2 separate regions of the Mus musculus genome follow, and region 2 is linked to region 1. A link is a contact called in public HiChIP or PLAC-seq data. All regions are on one chromosome and are shown on one strand. Each heading gives the region's core, a stretch centred on a gene start, on an enhancer-like site or on the middle of the called end of the contact. The rest is flanking DNA. Distances are from core to core; before and after follow the strand shown. Region 1 overlaps Frmd5 (FERM domain containing 5). Region 2 holds the start of Frmd5 (FERM domain containing 5).

What was found. HiChIP or PLAC-seq counts read pairs in DNA pulled down with a chosen protein or histone mark.
Region 2: an H3K27ac HiChIP or PLAC-seq map of embryonic stem cells shows a contact between it and region 1, with 8 read pairs. The contact joins the promoter of Frmd5 here to the enhancer-like site in region 1. A contact is called at or near these places in 8 of 484 Hi-C or Micro-C datasets (the C2C12 cell line, cerebral cortex, embryonic stem cells and 3 more), 4 of 115 datasets of contacts at active chromatin or transcription factors (all in embryonic stem cells) and 2 of 9 other capture datasets (adipose tissue and pancreatic islet).

Annotation. Positions count from the first base shown.
Region 1 is chr2:121,761,768-121,768,546 of GRCm38.p6, reverse strand. All of the region lies in intron 1 of Frmd5 (FERM domain containing 5), which reads left to right. Among named protein-coding and RNA genes, the nearest start is that of Frmd5, 42 kb to the left of the region's middle. Within about 2 kb of position 3,501, at least 10 of the 459 cell types and tissues checked have an H3K27ac peak or open chromatin away from gene starts, as enhancers often do. A contact at or near this core is called in embryonic stem cells, where this site is marked.
Region 2 is chr2:121,804,393-121,810,507 of GRCm38.p6, reverse strand. It overlaps Frmd5 (FERM domain containing 5), which reads left to right and starts at 3,451. Exons shown (of 14, transcript NM_001360084.1): 1 at 3,451-3,778. The coding sequence starts at 3,677.

The sequences.
Region 1 (6,779 bases), core at 2,252-4,751:
CATTGGGCTGAGTCAGCTTTACATATTTACAAGCTATTCCCAGAGTGGTTCACACTTGAGAGTATGAAGAAGAATTTACCAAAGTAATATGTCCTTCCACTTATAAAGTTTTTTTTTTTTTAAGATTTATTTATTTATCAGACACACCAGAAGAGGGCATCAGATTTCATTATGGATGGTTGTGAGCTATCATGTGGTTGCTGGAATTTGAACTCAGGACCTTTGGAAGAGCAGTCAGTGCTCTTAACCGCTGAGCCATCTCTCCAGCCCCTTGTTTTGTTTTGTTTGTTAAAGTCAAAGCTATCATGTTTGGAAAAAAAAAAAAAAGAGCTGGAAGGCTGGTAATGTGGTGAGAAAACACCTTTCCTCAATTCTTCTCTCCCTCTCCCCTTCCCTTTCTGCTGCTGCTGGGAATAGAACTCCAGGTCTTATGTAGACAGTTCTTAATTCTGACTTTGTGCTTCACCTTGGGAGTTTGTGCCAGCCACTCAAAAGTCTGTGCACATGTAAGAGGCGGAGTGACAGAGGGTCCTTGTGCTGGCTGGTTTTGTCATCTTGACATAGGCTGGAGTCATTTGGGAAGAGGGAGACCTCAACTGCGACAATGCCTCCACCAGATAGGACTCTGGGCAAGCCTGATGCGGGAGCATACAAACCACTGTGTGTGGTGCCAACTCTGGGCTGGTGGTCCTGGCTAACATAAGAAAGCAGGCCGAGTAAGCCATGAGGAGCAAGCAAGCCAGTGAGCAGCATCCATCAATACCTTCTGCTTCAGTTCCTTCCTTCAGGTTCCTGCCTTGAGTTCCTACTCTGACTTCCTTTGATAATGGACTATGATGTGGAACTGTAAGATGAAGTAAACCCTCTCCTCCCCAAGTTGCTTCTGGTCATGGGGTTTTATCATAGCACTAGAAAGCCCAAGGCAGACAGTATCAAGAAACTCTCTGAATTCTTCAATCCTGTGGCTTTAGGAGTCCAGTTCATCTTTAATCTCCCTGTAGCTTTAAGGCTTTGTAAAATGCCTGAGTGTCTGATGATGATGATGACGATATGAGTGCCACTTGGGAGAGAGGTCCCAGTGTAGATTAGACTTGTGACCTCGGTTCTGTCTCCATCTTCACTAGGCTTAAACCTTGGGTCCTTTTTGGCCAGTCTTTCCCTCTGTACAGCTTGTCTGTTTGCTTATACTTCAGCTCGCCAACTCTACTCAGGATTCTTAGAGTATAGCACAGATAAACACATAGCAATACTACATGATTTGTTCATTTTTGCTTAGTTCCTCATGGAAAAGAAACAGCAAAGAGAAGCAGACAGAAATACTTGTTGCATCAGACACTAAGATGCTTTGGGACTTTCATGGTCATGTGTAGTAGCTGCTTGCTGATTTTTAGCTTTTAATTTTGTATCCCAGTTTCTCATTTGTAACTGGGAATGCTTAGGACTAGCCTAGCATGAGTAAGGCCCCGTGTTTGATCCCAGAACCTTAAAAAAATAGTAAAAAGAGCAATTACTATCTACTGTCAGGAATATATTTAATAATGTGTTCTGATCCCTCTATTGTAATAGAAGACAAAATGTTTATTTTGTCTCAGAATTAAATTCTGTCGGTAACTGAGTCATAAAGATTATTTTGTAATCAAATACTTAAAAACTGGCTTCTTATGGCAAAGTAGCCTATCCCATAAATTTTTGTGGTCGATGAGAAACTTTGTCTGTGTGCTCATCCTTGTGATATACAAAGTCCTTACAGGTAGCTTCTTTCTCCCCTCCCCTCCCCTCCCACACATACTTAACATGTATGTGTGTTTTGCCTGCATGTACGTCTGTGTTTCTGTGTGTACCTGTGGAGACCAGAGGAGAGCATCAGGTTCCCTGAGACTGGATATGTGAGCTGCCATTTGGATGATGGAAATTGAATCAGGGTTCTCTTGAAGAGCAGTAGCCAGTGAGCCATCTCTCCAGCCCTGATAGCTGATTTCTTAGTTCCAGAAACAATTCTCATTTGTACATCACTGAGAACAGATAGCAGTAAATTCCGGGGCCAGCAGGAGATGACTCAGCAGGCAGAGGCACCTGCCGCCATGTTTGATAACTTGACTTCAGTCCCTAAGGGCCCATGTGGAAAGGAACTAACTCATAATAACTTACTCCTGCAGGTTGTCCTCCATGACCTCCAAGTGTCCTGTATGTGTCACCCTCTCCCCAAATAAATGTTATAGTTTTGTTTAAAGAAGTTAAGTATCATAGGCATTATTGGCAAATCCAACAAGAAGAGCAAATAAGCCCGCTTCGTGTAGGTGGCGTACGATTTTCTATCCTCTGGTGTCAGGATTTGGGTGTAATGTGTGGAAGATCCTTTGTGGCCAGGCAGATACCTCATCATCTTTGGAGCTGAGTGTTAGAACTCCATCAGCACTTAGAACACATTGTTTACCTCCTGTTATGAACCATCTTAGGGTACCTTTTCTTAACTTGAATTAAAAAAAAAAATTCATCCCTGGAAATTAAACCTAGGGATGTGTTGTATCACTGAACCACATTCCTTTTTTCTTTTTTAAAAAAAGTATTTATTTATTTAATGCGTGTGAGTACACTATAGCTGTCTTCAGACACACCAGAAAAGGGCACCGGATCTAATTACAGATGGTTGTGAGCCACCATGTGGTTGCTGGGACTTGAACTCAGGACCTCTGGAAGAACAGTCAGTACTCTTAACCACTGAGCCATCTCCCCAGCCCTGAACCACATTCCTAGCTCTTATACTTTTATTGAGAAGCCTCACTGTTGCTCAGGCTGGTCTTGAACTTGGGGTCTCCCTGCTTTAACTCCCTGAGCTGATATCATAGGACTCTATCAATGCAACTTTAGTTTTCTTCCTTTTTTGGCACAGGGTGAGGACAGAGTACTGTGTAGTCCTGGCTGGCTTGGAACTCCCTATGTAGACCAGGCTAACCTCAAACTCATAGAGATCCACCTGCCTCTGCCTCCTGAGTGCTGAGATTAAAGGTGTGTGCTACCAACCCTGGCTTATTGAAGTAATTTGCATGACTTAGTTTTAGTCTTATATCTATTTTCCTATCAAATTTTGTCCTTTGCCCCTAAGGAGGCCATCTTTTAGATTTACAAGTTATTTTTAGAAGTGATGGATTTTGAAGAAAATTTCATTGTGAAGAGACATTTTTATAATTATATGTTCCCCCGTAGAGGCTGTAGTAATTAAGTTATAAAAGTATAGTCTTTATAATTTTGTCTCTTTGCAAAATGTGCTAATTTTTCATATGTGTACATAAAATTATTACTAAGTGGTTTGTGAGGATTTAAGGTGAGAAGTTTGAGTTCTTTTAGGTGTCTATGAGTTCACTAGAACCAAATTATGTTTTACTTCTTAGGCTTAGTAGCCATCTAGCAGATTATGCAAATGAAGTAATTAGCAACAGTAAGCCCAGAAGAGGCAGAGCAAGCACATTCCATGGACGCTTCGGAGGCCTGAAGGAAAGCCATAGACAAAACGCTGAGGTAATTAAGTCAATTGGAACCAAGGAGTCCATGGAGGAGGAAGCTTTCTGTTAGGCCTTAGGGTGTTCTGATCATTTTAAATCAATTCTTCAGACAATCCTTTGATAGAAAGCATATTGATTTGGTGACTAACCTAGTGTATTGATGACAACGTGATCATGGGAAAGGTCACCGCAGACAAGGACAATGGGCCTAACTATAGAACAACCAGTAACTGGAAGACTAAAGGCCTTCCTTACACATGGAGGAGATACAAAGCTCTCTGCAAAAGACTAAGATGTGAGAGGCTTAACCGGTGTGCAGTGGGTATGACTTAGCACTTTTGAAAATATATTTTATTTATTTATTTACTTCATGTGCAATGAGAATGGGTGGGTGTGTGCCACGGCATGCCTGTCGTTTGGGAGTCAGCTCTACCTTCCACCTTGTTGGGTCTTTCTTGATTCTGCTGCCACACTGAGTACTTCTGGGTAGCTGGTCCTCAGCTTCTGGCTGATTCTCCTGTCCTCACTTCCCATCACCCCATGGGAGTGCTGGGATTCAGGGAATCACCTCTGTATCAGCCATCTCCCTGACACCAATAAAGCTCTGTAGCAGCCCGCCTGCAAGTGCAGTGGTCATCAGGCAGACGGTGTTACCAGAAGCCTAATAACAAGGTAGAAAGTGATGTTCCTACTCCATCCTGCAGCTTCAAAATGACAAGGTGAATTCAGTGCTGGGTACAGGATGCCCTTGAGGAGGAACAAGGAGAACTGTTGAGAATCAAGAAATCGTATCAAGAAAATATGTCAAAGCGGCTACAGTGTTTTAATTCTCTTGGAAAGTTTTTCTTTCTTCTACTGCTTTTATTTTGTTATGGGGGAGAGATCCCATGTGCCTTGTGTGTAGCCAGTTATCCTGGGTCCTTTGTTTTGGACAAGTTATTCTTCCCTAACTTGCCACGCTACTCTACAACGTCAGATTTCTGCATAAGCACCAGACAGTCTGCTTTTCTGTTCCATTGGTCTGTGCTGTCCCTTAAGCTAGAACCATACCATTTAAATTATTGTATTTTATTCTTTAAAACTGTGTGAGTTTTAGAATGATATTTTCAAGTTCCATATTCACTGTCAGGTTTTTATTGTTGAGTTTATAATGATGATTTGAAGAGAACTGAATTTATTCTATCAAGTATTTCTATTTGTGATCAATAAGATACTATATTTTTGTCTGGTAGCTCTGGCACATAGTCGTTGAATGCTGTTTTGTCCTCAGTTACCCTGTAATGCTTATAGCTGTTATAATTAGTTTCTTTATAAAAGCCACTTCATTTTTCTATTAGTTGGACACAATGGCATATACTTATACCACCTGGGAGGCTAAGATGAGAGGATTTTGAGTTTAGGGTAGATAGGTTTATTTGTTTTGTGGTAGCAGCAATTGAAACCAAGACCACTGAGCTACAACCTCAGTCAACTGTAAAATTTTATTTAAGCTGGGCAGTGGTGACTCACGCCTTTAATCCCAGCACTTGGGAGGCAGAGTCAGGCAGATTTCTGAGTTTGAGGCCAGCCTGGTCTACAGAGTGAGTTCCAGGACAGCCAGGGCTATACAGAGAAACCCTGTCTCGAAAAACAAAAAAAAAACAAAAAAAAAAAAAAAAAAAAAGAAAAGAAAAAAAATTAAAATATGTGTTGTCCAAGCTGGCTTGAATCCTTTCCTCTGCCTCCTGAGTGCTCCGGTTATCCGGTTATAGGTGTGTACCACAATGCCCATCTCTCTCTTGGATTTTAAAAATAAGATTAGTGACAATATAAAAATAATAACAGCTTTGATGTTCCATTTTAGTTCTCATGCCTTGTGTTTTCAACAGCAGACATCTTTATTATGTTTTCACTGTTCCCCTTGGTCCCTTTAGCTGCATATTTACAGTGTTGGATATATGCTACTTTTATTGTTGCTCAGTTTTAGCACTACGTATTTTTATTCTCACTTAATTTTAGATCACTATTTTCCAAACACAAGGATATTTTAAGTACTTTTTATCATTGATTTTTGTCTTGTTTTGGTTTTTGAGATAGGGTTTCTTGAACTTACTGTGTAGACCAGGCTGCCCTCAAACTCACAGAGATCTAACTGCCTCTGACTCCTGAGTGCTGGGATTAAAGACGTGTCCCACCATTACCTGACCTTATTACTGATTTTTAATTATTTACCATGTACATAAAGAATGACTGGTGTGTTTGTCTTAGAGATTATTGATACTACCCCTGAGAGTTAGTATGTAGTAAATTTTTATACATGTCTTATTTTACTTTAAATATATTTGTTTATTAACAGGCTTTATATCTAACTATACATGCTTATGTGCATATATATTTGAACTGCCTAGGAACTTTTTGGTTGGTGATGGTGATCTCATAAGTTTATCATGGAGCTGAAAAATCCTTTTTTTGTTTTGTTTTGTTTATTTGTTTGTTTTTGGTTTTTCGAGTCAGGGTTTCTCTGTATAGCCCTGGCTGCCCTGGAACTTACTCTGTAAACCAGGCTGGCCTCAAACTCCAGCCTCTGCCTGGACTAAAGGCGTGCGCCACCACTGCCCAGCACTGAAAAATTCTTATTCCCTAGCAATATGCTGCTATAATGTCAGAGTAGAAATACTCCTTTTATTTGTGGCAATGCTGCTTTAAACAGATCTGGCTGCCAGGTGTGGAAAAGTATAGTACCTGCATTCATGTACAGGCTGTGATGTGGCAAGAAAAGGCTGGACCTAACTACGCTGTCTGTCGCCTGTGTGGCCAGCTCTGGGTGAGAGTCATTGTTTCTTACCTAATGTGAAAGTGAGCTGGGAGTGTATGGGGGCTGCATTACATATGCTGAGGGTGGACGGAGGGTCCTGGCCAGAGCATGCCTTCAGTCTGGATGGAAACTCTAAACATGGCCACTTGAAAGGATGTGAATCTGTGAGGAAGCCAAGTCAATGTCAGGTCTCAAGGCTTTTGGACACGACATCAATGTTGCTTAGGGGTGATGTTGCTAGGAATAAAGTCCTTCATGAGTTGGCGTATCAAGGATCAGGCCTTGACTCATGCCCTGGAAAAGAAGCTTCTCAAGATCTAGACCCTTTTCCAAGACACCCTCTTGAATTGCTGTGCCAACAGAATTGCGAACTCCTGATCTGAGAGTAACGTCCAGTTTTGCTTATTGATAATGCTCCTACTATTTTCCTTTTATTGGTGAATTTCATCCCAGAAGCACAGCAACATCTCTCCTCCATTGCCACC
Region 2 (6,115 bases), core at 2,202-4,701, 42 kb before region 1:
GGGCATCTGAAGTAAAGTCATCAGGACATTTCAGGCATATCTGGGAGCTGGTACCTCCCTGACACGATTGTTATTTTTAAATATTAATTTGACACAATCTAGAGTCACTGGAGAAGTCTCAGTGAGGACCTGTCTATATCTGATTGTGAGCATATCTGTATGGGGTTGTCTTCATTAGGTGAATAGAAGTGGAAAGACCTACACATCTGTGGGAGGTACAAGGTAAACTCCTTGGGTTTGGGTCTTGGAGTGTATAAAAGAGAAGGTGAGTTGAGTACCAGCGTGCAAGCACTCATTCTCTCTGCTCGGACTATGAGTATGAGTGGCTGCTTCAAGCTCCTGATGCTCTGGCTCCCTCAGTGATGGACTATAACCTAGAATGAAAATGAAAATAAACTTTTCCCCCTACATTGCTTTTGTCCGGAAGCCAGAAATGAAACGGGGATACCTGGAAGCCTCTTCACAATAGAGAAGGGAGCTAGCATCCTAATAACTTGGAAGGTGGGGGGTCTCAACCATTGTAATTTGCAATTTTGTTTTAAATATAGCTTCCTTATACTTGAAGACATGAAAGCACACCACTGTGATTCTCAAAGGCACAAGAAGCCTTGTGTTTTTGTTTTCTTGAGACAAGTTCTTAGCATAGGCTGGCCTGAACTCCACTTTGTAGCAGAAGGGTGACCTTTAACTTTGATTCTTTTGCCTCTGTGTCCTGAGTGCTGTGATCATAGCTGTACACCAACACACCCCATTCTATGTGGTTATGGAATAGGACTCAGAGTTTTATGTAAGTTGAGCAGGCCCTCTACCAACTGAACTCCATCTCCAGCCTTATATGGATCCTTTTAATGAACAATCCTTCTCTGTACTGGGCTCAATAAACTTGTGAAAAAATAAGCACAGTATTTTTTCAGTTCGACTTTCCAGTCTCCCCCGGACTCCTGCTCATATTTTAAAGGCATGCACTAGACTCTAGTATTTCATTGTTTTTCCACACTCTGCTCTGTATCCAGGAGCAAAGGACAGCTTGCAGATGCATCATATGCACAATGATGGGTGAATCTTAATCTAAGGAGATCTTTGACTAAGCTGGGATGCTACTTGAAACATTGCATAACAGCCACCATCTTGCCCTTCCTGACTGCGTCTACCATCTTACTTTGGAGACAGCATTCGGGGCATTCAGTTCCTCCTGGCTGCCTGGATTCATGGTGCTTTGCCTTTTTATCCCAACAGCTGCTTATTTGCATAACCTGTTAGAGGTACATCCCTATCAGTACACTAATGGGTTTCCTCTAGCTTCTTGGATATTTTTCCTTCCTCTTTTAGATTTTATAACAAATAGTAACTTTGCCTTCGACAAAAGTGCTTCCTGCTTGAAAATTTCCATCTCTCCCAGTTACACAACAAGGCTGGACTTAATCGACTCTCCTTTCGACGCAGTAACGCTTATGCTCCTCTATGAGACCTTCCTGAAGCTCCTAGTTTCTTCATGGATCTTTCTGGAGTTGTAGATGGGATAGCATACCTATCATTCCATTTATCAGTTCATCATTTATAGAATGCCTGCCTCTGTATTCCAGGTCCCAGCTACTGTCCAGGTTGTGAAACAGACAGAGCATTTGACTGCTTGGTTTTAGCCTCATAACTATTTTAGGAGTGCATTGAAAAGAGGAACATCTTCCCATGGCTACTAAATGCAGCAAGGGAGCAGTCCGCAATACTAAGGTGATATGGGGTGGTAGTGGTATTGAAATTCAAAGATATTAGCAAAACACACTGTTAAAGTCAAACACCTCTAATTCAAACACTGAAGAACTTGAAGGGGATCCATTTTGAGGTTATCTGAGCTACATAATAAAACTGTCTCAAAAATGCAAAAGTATGGGATGTAGCTCAATATTAGAGCTACTACCAATCCTTAGCAAATGCAAAGTCTTGGATTTGATTCAGGCAAACATGTAGACAAAATCATTTTAAAATTAAAATAGGATTCAGGCATAGAGGTGCATGACTTTAACCCCAGCACTCAGTGGGGGTGGGATGGTGGCAGAGGCAAGTGGATCACTGTGAGTTGGAGGCCAGCCTGCTCTACATAGTGAGTTTGAGTACAGCCAGAGCTACACAGTGAGCTCCTGTCTTGAGCCCCCCTGGCCCCCCCCAAAACGGTTAGAATTCTTTCTAGTCTACTATAGGGGGTTTTAATAGTTATGTGTTATGCTGATATAGTAAGAGCATACATGTAATGAGAAATTAATAATTCATTATTTTAAACGAATATATTTCTCACAGTACTAATGTTTTGGATTGACATTGTTTCAATGTTGGATCTTGTCACCTGCTAGGAAAGAGCTCTACCACTGGGTTACACCCCTATTCCAACCTAACTCCTATTTAACATTTCCTTTCAGTGAAATCTTTGAAGGTAGAGAGAGCCAGTGGGATAGCTTGTCAGGCAAGTCTGGCCATCCGTTTAATCACTGAAACCACATAAAGGTGGGAGGATGGAACTGATTCCACAAAGTTGTCCTCTGACCTTCACACTCGTACGTGGTACCTAAGTGTTCATATTCCATGCACAGGCACACATTGGTATTATTAATAATAAAATCTTTGAAGGTGGCTGTCTCTTAGCGAAGTTGTGGAAAGGAACTTTTAAGTCTGCCGATGGGGAGGACACAAAGGAAAGGAGGCATTTCCCCCCCCCCCCCGGTTCTTTGTGCAATACAGCTCCTGACCATTGTGCTTTGTTGCAGACGTCTGAAGATGTAATAATTCTTTCTAAAAGTACAAGGAAAGGTCCACCAGTTCCTGTTCCCTGCCCAGCTAAGGAGCACACCTCAGCCTTCTTTTGTCTTCTGAAAATAAAAGAAGGGTTAGAGCGTAGGGTTTTCTAAGCGCTAAACGCGGGCGCTTACAAGCTTCTGTGGTTGCACCAGAGTAAATAGCTATTGTAAAACAGATGTTCACTAAAATAAGGGTGCTCGAGGCACAGGGGCCCATGGAGCTGACTTAGGGCAGCGCACAGGTGGGGAGAGCCGCCAGGTCGGGAATGTGGGTGACTGTTTTCTGCAGGTGCCGCCTCCTCGCTTTGGCTTCCAAGAGAGCAAGAACCGGGTGTTGCAGGGTGCAAGTCTTGACTCCTGAAACAGCTCAAATGTTATTCCAGGTTGTAGACACCGATCTCGTGAAGTGTCCACACATGGCCCGGTCCAGGACAAACAGCATCCATACCAACCACCGCCCGCGAAGGGAGCGAGCCAGGGCTTGGGGCGCTAGGGGGCTGGCCCGACTGGGCTCACTACTGCTGTTTTGCGATGATTGCTTCCTCCGCCCGCTCATCATCCCCATTCCTTATTCTGATTGGATCTTCCTCCTGCTAATCGGTTCCGCCGCGCTGACCTCCATTGGCCCCCTACCTAGGCCCCGCCCCATGAGCTGGGCACGGGCAGTGGGGCGCCCGGGAGAGAACCCAGCTTGCTTGGGGTTTGGGGGAGGCGGTGGTGGCTCTGTAGAAGGAAGAAGAGTGGGGCGGGAGGAAGCAGCGGTGGCGATCCGGTCAGGGTGATGGTGCAGGTGCTAAGGGCCGGCGCGGAGCTGCCGCGCTGAGGGGCGACGGGTCCGGAGTCCGCAGCGCCGCCGCGTCGCTCCCGAGGACGGGCGAGCGGGCGGGAAGATGCTGAGCAGGTTGATGAGCGGCAGCAGCAGGAGTCTGGAGCGCGAGTACAGCTGCACCGTGCGGCTGCTGGACGACAGCGAGTACACCTGCACCATCCAGGTCAGCGCCGCGCCGCCCGCCCGCCCGCCCGCCGGCTCGCGGGATCCGGCTCCCCAGACTCGGCCAAGTTGGCGGGGTCCGCCGCCCGGGGTCGCTCCAGCTCTAACCCCGGCGCGGCGCTTTGTCCGCCCCGCAGCCGCACCGCCCGGCGCGCGGCATCCCAGCCCGAGCTCAGCCGGGCACTGGTACCACGCGCCGCGCGCCCCTGCGGGGTGAGTCGCGTCCCGCACCTGCAACTCCTGCTCTGCGCCTTCTCGGGCGGGGGACCCCGGGTCTCGGCTTCTTCAGCCAGCGGATAGGCAGCACCTTGGGCGGGCATCCTGAGCTAGGCGTGTAGGGCGGGAGACGCCTGCCCGGGCCGCCCCGTCGAGGGGTGCGGGCTGAGGCTCCCCCGGCCCCGCCAGGCCCGCCAGCCAGCCTTTATCTCCCTGGTTGGAAGGATAAAGGTTTATGTCATAATTTCTCCTGAGCGTTTGTGAGTCAGACGGAACGCGCAGCCCATGCAGAGTGGCCTATTGAAGGCGCCCAGCCCTCTGTGCTTTGAGGCTCTAGCTCCCTTCCTTGTCTTTTGACCCCCAAATCTCAGCGTGTTGGTTATTTCTGGGGGTGGGGGGCGTGAGGCAAAGATTTAGCAACAAGTCACAGAGATTTGGAGGTTAGCAGTGGCTGGAAGGAGTCGGGGACTTAGGGAAAAGCCAACAATGCAATAATGCCACACAGCATTTCTTTCAGAACCTGGTTTTTACAACCCCTTGCTTGTGTTCCTTCACTACTGCTGTGTGGCGCGTCAGGAGTCTAATATGGTTTTCCCCAGGAATGCAGTCTGTCCTTTGTAAAGTCAGAGGTTGAAAACACTGACCATGCTCACAGATTTAGTTCTTCAACCAGAGGACCCTGCGCTCACCGCCAAAAACTGCTCTTTGTGGAGAAGAAAATTTGAGTTGGACCCAGAAGGGTCTCACCTGATCCCTTTCCTTTCCTGCAAGAACCTGGAGGAGGCTTCTAAGCACAGATGTGTGTGTGTGTGTGGGGGGGAGCCTGCCTAGATTTAACCCTCAGGGTGCCCCCATCTATCTTCTGTCTGTCTGTCTGTCTGTCTGTCTGTCTGTCTATCATCTATCTATCGTCTTGCTAATAGATCACAATACCATTAAAAAGAGAGAGAGAGAGACTTGTGAGAAAGACCCTGGGTAGAGAGTAGATGCTTAATGCTGACTGTGCTCAGTTCAACCTCTTCCCCAGAAACCTGCCCCCCCGCCCCGCTTCCCCTCTCACCCCCCCCCCCCCGCCCCTCACCCCAAGCCCTGAGCTTAAGTGCTGATTGCTGCCAAAGATCCAGGAGAGTAGAGATTCAGCACAGACTCCTTTTGAAGTCTACTTAATATAGATTAAATGCCCATAAAAATGCGAGCCATGAAATGAAAGGGTTTTTGTAGTTAACCGTGATGGAGAGATGGTATGTATTATTTCCCAACTCCATAGTGGCTTGCTACTTTTTGTTTCTATGGTGTCATTGTTTCTATGTACACCCCCCCCCCCGTTTTGTTTTAATGGAGGAGGAGAAAGCATGGAATTGACACCTTCTCAGTTTGAGTACATTGTCAAGAGCTTTAAAAGTCTTGACTTTAAAAAAATGGCATAAAAATTTAACAAATGTGTAAAATAGCCTGCCGAGGGCAGTGTGAGGTTTAGGTTTCATAAATCTTAAGAATACCTTTGTGGTATATAGTAACATAACATTTCTTAGTAGATCATTAACTTTTGTCAAGGTATAGAGTACAAATGAAACACCACTCCTCTGAAAATGTTTGATAACCTTGTGGTTTTAGGTCTCAGGAAAGGCAACTTTTTATTCTTCCTTGAGCAGGTGAGGTTGATTAATATTGTAATTGGTGATGGTTCTTATTGTCATGGAGAAAAAAAAAAGAATGCTTTAAAGTTAAGTTGGACTTATCGGAGTAATGCTTACTATATTCTACTGTGTTTGTGTTTATTTTTTGTTGCTTTTATGATGTTATAAGAATCATGTCTCCCATGCACAGTCTAGATGTCTTAACCATTGTATATGGTGGTTTTGGTGTAGCCTCTAAAATAGAGGAATTGTAGCACATTTGCCATTTTTTTTTTACATTACTATTTAGATGTTGCTTTGCTTTTGTTTTTATCCAGATGAGAAAAGGTTCGAAAAAAGACAGTATATGATTCTAATATTTTTATATGCAGTTTTTCAAACAAAGCATTTAGAGATTGAGCTTTTCTTAGCAACTTTTCCTTTTTATATTTCTACTCTGTGTTGTGTGTGTGCCCATATGTGTGTGCCCACATGTGCTTGCTTGT